Linked DNA regions of Muntiacus reevesi: region 2 is linked to region 1. A link is a contact called in public Hi-C data. All regions are on one chromosome and are shown on one strand. The core of a region is the stretch at or near the end of the contact, and the rest is flanking DNA. Distances in the headings are between cores, read along the strand shown. Region 1 holds the start of CRYAA (crystallin alpha A). Region 2 holds the start of HSF2BP (heat shock transcription factor 2 binding protein).

The links. A called contact is a pair of places that touch in the nucleus more often than the background predicts.
Region 2: a Hi-C map of blood shows a contact between it and region 1, with 5 times the contacts expected there. The contact joins the promoter of HSF2BP here to the promoter of CRYAA in region 1. A contact is called at or near these places in 2 of 3 Hi-C or Micro-C datasets (blood and muscle).

Annotation. Positions count from the first base shown.
Region 1 is chr8:23,042,760-23,047,066 of mMunRee1.1, forward strand. CRYAA (crystallin alpha A) reads left to right here and starts at 2,379. Exons shown (of 3, transcript XM_065943061.1): 1 at 2,379-2,567; 2 at 3,708-3,830. The coding sequence starts at 2,379.
Region 2 is chr8:23,437,361-23,441,667 of mMunRee1.1, forward strand. HSF2BP (heat shock transcription factor 2 binding protein) reads right to left here and starts at 2,342. Exons shown (of 9, transcript XM_065942442.1): 1 at 2,219-2,342; 2 at 1,216-1,470; 3 at 311-461. The coding sequence starts at 1,251. RRP1B (ribosomal RNA processing 1B) reads left to right here and starts at 2,426. Exons shown (of 16, transcript XM_065942269.1): 1 at 2,426-2,619. The coding sequence starts at 2,490.

The sequences.
Region 1 (4,307 bases), core at 1,129-3,628:
CCAGGGGATTGTCTCAACCTAGGAATCGAACACGCGTCTCATGTGACATTGGCAGGTGGGTTCTTTACCTCTAGTGCCCCCTCGGAAGCCACTTTAGTTCCCTGACTAGGGATGAAACCTGCACCCCCTGCATTGGAAGATGAAGTCCTAAACACGGGACTACCAGGGAAGTCCCAAGAACCAACTAGATTATTAGGTAGACTAACAGAAGAAGAGGAGTATATTGCACCTGCATAATTAGAACAGATTTTAGGTGGTCTGTTCTTGTTTTAATAAATCTCTGCACACACACACAGCGCACCCCTTAGCACACAGCTGTGAATTCAAGGAGGAACCCAGACCTGGATTAAAAGGGTCTTGTTTTCTCAGAATCCAGGGTGGGAGGGGCTGTGTGTGAGAGGCCAAGTGTGAGCAGGAGAAGCCGCACAGGTGAGCTGGAAACATTGGTGCCCATTGCCTTCATCTGCCATCCTTCATCTATCCCCGGGTTCGCTCTGCAGAGCCAGGCTGGTCCACCTGCTGCGGCACATGTTACCCAGTTTTGGCCAATAGGTGAGGTAGGCAAACAGGAGATGAAGTTGTTAAGGCCTGAGGTGTAAGTCAGCATGAACTAGGTGTTGTCTCTGAGTGATGTGAGCTTGTATTGGGTGTGATTGGCAGGACTTTCCTGAGCTGAGCGTCCCTTCAATGGATGCCCCAAGGGAGGGTCACAGCTCTCCCCAACCCTCGGTGCAGTGGGGGGATTCCAGAACCCAAGACTGTGTCACCTTATGCGGCAAGCAGGGAAATAAGTTTCCTTAAAGAGCAGACTGTAAGAGAGGGGGTGATCCCCAGGAGGGGCCAGCCCTGCTGACTCTTGGATCTGAGCCCAGTGAGATGCAGGTGGATTTCTGATCTCCAACCCACAAGGTGATACATTTATGTTGTTTTCAACCACAAGTTCACGGTCTTTTCAAGGTCACCATACTCCAACTGTCCAAAAAGGCCTTTGTTGTGGAATGATCCTTTTTAGTGGTTAGAGCAGCTGCTGGAAACCGATAGGGCGCTGTCATCTTGGCCTTGAACGGTACCCAAGGGCTCTGCAAGAAGGCCTCTGTAAGAAGCTGCAGGCTTCCCTGATGGCTCAGTGGGTGAAGAATTTGCCTGTGATGCAGGAGACATGATCCCTGAGTCGGGAAGATCCCTTTGAGGAAATGGCAACCCACTCCAGTATTCTTGCCCGGAGAATCCCACGGACAGAGGAGCCTGGCAGGCTGCAGTCCAAAGGGTCACAACAGAGTTGGATGTGACTGAATGATTAAGTACATGAGAAACTGCAGGAGGACCCAGAGATGAATAAGATGAATAAGTGTCTTGCTGCCTGGACTATGCATGAGAAAGCCGGCTGGGGTAGGGCATGGGAATGGCTCTGTATTATGCTGTGAGTGGGGAGGGGGATGGTGCATTAGTGTAAGGCTCCCAGAGGCCACGCTACTGAGAAGTACGAAAGCCTTAAAGCCGGGGGTGTCCTGACTGTGGTGGGTCTCCCTGGAATGCCTTCTGGGCCATAGTTGGACGGGCAGACCAGTCACATACCTGGCACAGGGCAGGGCACCTGCTTGAAGGAGCCTGGCTCTGTCTGTTCCCAGGCCTTGAGGTTTGCAGGGACGGGGTCCAGAGGAGACTCCGGCCCACGCGGTTTCCCTTGGTCAAAGCAAATCTGCCTCCCTTCCTGGATGCACACAGACGCCATGACAGGCCTCCCTGGTGCTGGAGTCACAGGCTCTTTGTAGCTTCTGAGCTGCACTTTTTGTCTTTCCCAAGGTTTTTACAAGGATGTATCATTTTTGTAATCACCAAGATATAAGGGAGGAAATTCTGTCTTAAGGAAATGCAGCCAAACCTGGTATCTGTGGGGCTCGGGGACCACTTGGGCGCCTGTTGGCTTGTGAAGCAGGGGTACGAGCTCCCCCTCGGGGGGCAGCCGTGGGGTCACAGGGGACCGTGTGTGCAGAGAGGGGCGCTGTCCCTGGCACACGGACCCTCCCCTGGGGAAGGGAGATGAGAGTCTTCCCTGTATACCAGGGAGAGCGTGGGGGACGCAGAGCCGCCACAGAGCAGCTCCCTGGGGGCCCCGTTCTCCAGGCGTGGGGAGCTCCCGCTGGTCGGCGCTGCAGCCAGGGCTGGGCGAGGTGAGCGCTCAGCCTGGCCGGCCCCCGATTCTGCTGACTGGGCGGCCTGCCTCCTGAGCTCGCGCTTTCCAGACAAATCCCTCTAATGCCTCCATTCTGCCCCAGCGTATATAGGCAGGGCCCGCAACCCAGTTCCTCAGTGCGCTGCCCACAGGCCCTGCTCTGACCATCTCCTCGCCCCGGCTGCCCGCAGAGCCGTTGCCCGCCATGGATATCGCCATTCAGCACCCCTGGTTCAAACGCGCCCTGGGCCCCTTCTACCCCAGCCGGCTGTTCGACCAGTTCTTCGGCGAGGGCCTCTTCGAGTACGACCTGCTGCCCTTCCTGTCCTCCACCATCAGCCCCTACTACCGCCAGTCCCTCTTCCGCACCGTGCTGGACTCCGGCATCTCTGAGGTGAGACTGCGGGCACGCTGCTTCCTGCTGCGGCCGGGGGGCGGGCCGGATAGGAGAGAGGGGCTTCTGAGGGCCAGCGGGGGCACCCTTGCTCCTAGTGCTCCCATCGTGTCTCGTGAAGCGGGTGATAAGGGCCGCGGGGCCACTTTCCCTTCCTGCCCAATCTCGTCCCTCCTGGACTCAGAGGCTGGGCAGGCCATCCCCCCAGCAGAGCCTCCATACCTCTGGGGTGGTGGGAAGAGGAGCTCACCCACTGTTAATGCCTCCTGCCCTCAACTCATGACCTATATGTGGTGGGTGAGTTCCCACCGTCATCTGGGGTCCCCGAGAACAGCGCCACTGGGGCACGGGCGCTGGAGGGCCGAGCTTCATGCTCCGAGGCTGCGCGTACCCTCCGGCCGGATAACTAATGTGGGCTGTGCTGCCTGAGGTCGGGTCGGAGGCCTCCTGTCTGAAGCCGTCTGTGGCCAGAGCTGCAGAGTTTGCCCAGCTGCCCAAGGCCAGGCCCCCGAGGGCAGCAAGGAGGTCTACAGGCTTTCCCATTGCAGGGTCCAGCTCTCTGGGGGTGCTGGGTCTCACCACTGCCTAAAACAGAGAACTGCCTGGAGCTGGTGCAAGGCTGACCATTCCGAGGAGTGAAGGGGGAGTGTGTGAGGAGCTGGGTGGTCTGTGCAGACCGCTGGGAACATCTGTCCATGTGCAGAGATAGGGCCCCAGGCTGTTGACAGAGAGGTGGGCAGGGCCCAAGTATTTGATCTCATCAGCCATCTGAACAAACCATAACCAGTCCACAACCATAACCGGATAGTCAACCAACCCATAACCTGCCAAAAAGCCAGCAACTAAGACATAACCAACCCTACAACCTTAACCCACCAATCTATAACAGGCTACTCAACCCCTCACCAGTCAGGCGGACAGCAGACCTCTGAGGTTCTGGTTGTCGGCCGAGTGTCCACTCGCTCCTGAGTCCCGGGTGCCCCTGTCTCCGGGCGCTCGGAGGGAGCGGTCAGAGCCCTGATGGTTCTTTCTGTTCCGATAACCCGGGACCGAGCCCCGGCCACCCAGCTCTGGCCGCTCCAGCCAGTCCCTGTCCCTGAGCTGCAGCTCTGCGGGACCCACACGGGTGCTTGGTTTCAGGTCCGATCCGACCGGGACAAGTTTGTCATCTTCCTGGACGTGAAGCACTTCTCTCCCGAGGACCTGACGGTGAAGGTGCAGGAGGACTTCGTGGAGATCCATGGCAAGCACAACGAGCGGCAGGTGAGCCTGGGGCTGGCCACAGCCTCGGCCGAGAGGCAGGACCTCGGCTCCAGACCCTGGCCAACCCCGGGGACCTCTGCAGGCCAGGGCAGCGTGGCCAGTCCCCACTGGGGCACTGCTTGGCATCCCTGGCTCTATACAAACCCCTGGGTGATGGGGTAGGGGTATGAAAGACCCCAGGAGACGCTGCACTGAGGGGTGAGCTCCTAGCCAGGCAGGCTTTCACACCAGTCTCACTCAGGGGGGTGGTGCAGCCAACGACTCCTGTTGGAGCCCTGATGCACATTATCTCAGGGGCAGGGGCACAGCCTGACTCAGGGAGGACCCCAGCCAGCCAGGACAGGTCGGAGACCAGGGCTTCTCCAGTGATGGGGGAGCTGGACTTGGGGGACAGACCCCACCCATCTGCTGTCCTCCCCTTCTGGAGCCCTAGAGACAAGCTTGGACACTTGGGGTTCCGAGTCTTTCCACCTGGAG
Region 2 (4,307 bases), core at 1,092-3,591, 390 kb after region 1:
TTAGAACAGAGGTTTTAAATAATAAAAGTATAAAACCCTTCTCCCAAAGACAAAAGGTGAAGAGTTAGGAACAGATACTCAGAAAGTTGGCAACCCTTCCTCCAACATGAAACTACACAAGGCCAAGTTACTCATTTGTGGGCCCCTCCCCTTCTTATGTCTTATCTGACTCTCCCAAAGGTAATTACAAAGACTGTAACAGTATCTTAAAGCTTATTTACAATCACTTCCCAATTATTTACATAAGGTAAACCTGCTGAAACACACTGCAGTCACCATCAGTGACTGCTGAAGATGAAGTATGACTCACTTTTTTCTACAATCTTTAATTTCTGGACGGTTTCCAGTACTTCCCCATTTAGTATTCTGGGTAAGAAGTCCCGTATTTGCATCACTTCAGTTGTCAGTCGTTCCAGGTCCTTCTTTCTGACTTTAACAAATTCTTCTTTAGTTCCCATGTGCTAGGAAAACAAGCAGATCTCAAGATTACAGCTCTCCTCAGATGACTAAAACCAGCAGCCCAACTCAGCTTGCTTCCTTTTCTTTGAGGCCTCCTGTGCTCAAAATAGTTTCAAACTACGTCTTTACCTAATGTACTGTTTTCTATGTATATTACACCCAGAGGGCTCAAGCCCAGTCTTCACACTGTGAGCCAGTTTTTTTAAAGTGCAAACAAGGCCCTATTCCAAAACCCCAAAGAAAACGCCAGCAACTTTTTCTTAACGCTCCGGCATCAAGAAATCAGGCGGAAAAGGCATCGGGGTGGACGCGTACTGGGTGCACCAGGCCCTTTGCGGGCCGTCCTGCTTCATTCAGACCACAACCCTGGGAAATGGGGAAACAGGGAAGCCAGGTGACTCTCAGGAACCCCAGGACCGGGGACACAACCAGGATCTGAAATCGACAGCCGGGCACCCCTGAGGCTGACAAGTCCAACACGGCCAGGGCCTTGTGGGCGGCCAGGCCCGGCCTGGCCCGGGGTCACAGGAACACGCCCACCGCCCCGTGCGCGGCCCCCTGGACCCGCACCCCAGAGGATTTGGGAGAATTTTCCAAGGCAGACATTGCTGCCTCCCATCCCCTACCCCGGGCATGCTGTCTGCGGACGACACCCAGGGCCCTCCCGAGCACACTGGACGGCACCCAGGAGCGGTGTGGGAAAGCCGAGGGCGACAGCTAGGGCCCACAGGCCGAGACCTGGATGGCCGCACTAACCCGACAAGCCTCCTCAGCGCTGCCAGCCTCGCTCATGACTACCGCGGCCTCAGCTTCTGCGCCTGCGCGGCGGCGCGCCCTCTGACCCTCACGCCAGAAAGCGCGGGAACACGTCCACGCCGAGAGTCAGGTACGGAGAGCCACGAGGCTCAGGCCCCGCACTTTTTGAAGCATTCTCGGCTGAAAGACCCAGTGTGGGTCGGCGGGATCCCGCGTTGGCTCTTCTGGCTTAACCAAACTCGTAAACTTTGTTAGCTGCAAAGTACAAGGACAATGAGACCCTAGCGTAAATGTCCGGTGAAATAAATAGAATAGGGCCTTTCCCGTTTGGCGAGGGATGTCAGACCAAGGGGTGACAGGTTCAAAGGAACCAGCAGCTGACCGCCTGGCTCCCACACTCAGCTCCCAGCTCCATGAGCAAAGGCCAAAGCTTTCTGACAACAGACTGCTCGAGGTCTGCCCTCGATAGGGAGACTTAGTCCAGTCCGCTGGTACCTAACTGAAACGGCTACTGTAAGCTGGGACACATCACCCAGTCCATTCAGCTGCCCCTACACGTCCACTGAGTTCGCACAGTGTCCGTGAGTTCAAAGGTACCAGTTACTGTACCACTAGAACTTTGTCTGTCTGAAGCTGGCCGCGAGCTGACACGGCCAAGTGCCCAGCGTGGGTGCCCTCTAGGCCCGCGGGCGGACCTCAAGTTCACGCTCCCAATCCTCGCGGCCGGGACCCGGGCACTGGGGGTCACCGGTCGCTGAGATCAGAGCGCCCTCGAGGGGGCTGCCCACAACATCCCGCCAAAATTCCCAAGGGCAGCCTCTCTCCCCCACCTCCACCCCGCCCTGGCGGCCGAGGAGTCCAAAGCGTTTCAAGACTCGGTGCCGCGTCTCCCGGGGGAACAGCTGCCAATTGGACGGGGATTTAGTGGAGTGGGCGCAAAGATTCTAGACCACGTAAAACTGGCTATAGGACTCTTCCCGTCCAACACGCAACGACGGTTAACCTCGCCGTCAACGGCGACGAGCTTTGGCTACCGAGAGACCGCAGAGGCGGAGAAGCGCGCCGCTAACCGGGGATGCGCCGCTCAGTCGGCTGCCTGGGCAGCCGCGCTAGCTCCCAGAACGCGCTGCGGGCGGCGGCCGGCGCCTTTGTGACGCCATCAGCCCGCGCGCCGCTGCACGCGCCACCGCCTTCTGCGCAGTCGCGGCCGGGGCGGCTAGGCGGCGGGCGCTCGGTGGCGGCGGGCTGAGGCGGGGGATGCTCCAACGGACGCGATGGCCCCCGCCATGCAGCCGGCCGAGATTCAGTTCGCTCAGCGGCTGGCGTCCCACGAGAAGGGCATCCGGGACCGGGCGATGAGGAAGCTGCGCCAGTACATCAGCGTGAAGACGCAGAGGGAGACAGGTGGGCGCCGGCAGTCCGCCGCGCACATGGCGGCCGGGCGTGGGAGCCTGAGGTGGGCCGGGCTGGGGGGTGCGGGAAGGGGGCCCGGTCGGGAGGTGCGTCACGGGGGACGGCCCGGGGGAGCCGCGGGCGGAGCGGGGAGAGCGTGTGGCACTGTGTCTCACTCCCACATGTGCTTTTGTGTCCGCTTTCTGCTGGGTCTCGTCCGGTTCTAAGGTTGAGGGACTGCGGCCGACAAGGTCGGGTGGTCTGCTGAAAGTCACAAGTGGGTGGTGAAGCTTAGGATAGACCCGTTCTGTCCAACCCCGAGCCTGGCCCCTGGATCACTGGGCTCACCTGATAGATTCTGGTGCGCTCTTCTTTGAGTTACACCTTCACTTGACCACACGTTTAGGAGCTGGGATTGCAAAAGAGAAAACAGAATCCCTACCCTGGAGGGAGTTGTCCGGGAAGTCTAGGGACGAATTTCTAACTGAAACAGAGCTCCTTTAAGCAAAGTAAAGGAAACGAAAACCAAGGAAAGAAAGCCATCCTCTACATGGGCCGTTGGCGTTCAGCAGGTCGGAGAGGAGACGGGTAGCAGTGCTGAAGGTTAGTAAGTGAGGGAGGGTGAGGGAAGATGAAGTTGAACAAATAGGCAGTGGCCAGGTCGCACCGGGCTTTGTGATTTGGGTTTAAACAGCAGTGGGTGCCATTGAAGGATTTCATTAACTGACCTGTAAACTCCTGAAAGAATGAGCTACAGTGTGCGGTGGAGGTTTTTATGGTACTAAGATAAGTCTAGGCTTCCCTGGTGGCTCAGACTGTAAAGAATCCGCCTGCAATGTGGGGGACCTGGGTTGGATCCCTGGGTCGGGAAGACCCTCCTGGAGAAGGGCATTACAACCCACTCAAGTATGCTTGCCTGGAGAATCCCATGGACAGAGGAGCCTGGCGGGCTACAGCCCATGGAATCCCAGAGTCTCAGAGGACTGAGCGACTGAGCACACAAGATAAGTCTGATTTCTTTAATGCTAGTTCTGGAACATAGAGCCACTTTCAAAGTATTGATGTTATCTCTCCTTGTGCTGACCTCCTTAGTTAATGTTTTAAGGGGAAACCACAAAAGACTACCCAGGGGAAAGAAAGTATCATTTCATGGGAAGTCTGCTAGAAAGAGGAATGAAGCCAAACTTCCTGACTTTGACTCTCTTTGGGGTCTCCCCAGCAGATTTAATTTACTCATCCCATGTATGCTGGAGGTTTCCTACCCTGGTCTTCTAATCCAGACCTTTGCTGCTTTCAGCTCAGATATGCCCTACTCACCTGGCAGCATCCACCTGTGTGTCCTCAGACCAGAATGTCCAAAAGTGATTCATTTTTCTTCCCCCGCCCCCAACCACCAAACCTTTTCTGCTGCCCCTGCTCTTTCATTTTGGATTCTAGTTGCCCTCCCCACCCAGACTCTAGCCGGCCTCCTCTCCCCCACCCTGCATCCAGTGTCCTCTGGTCTCAGCTCTCTCACTTCCTGAACTACTCTCCCCTGCCTGGAGGCCCCCATCTCATCTAGACTTCTGTGGTTGCTTGCTTCCTCGCTCATCTAAACTCCAGTTGCCCCCAGTGAACCCCTGCTCTGGAACCAGCCTGGCTCATCTTCTTAAAACAGCTGGACATGTCAGAATCCCAGGTCTGTGGACCACGGTCTGTCC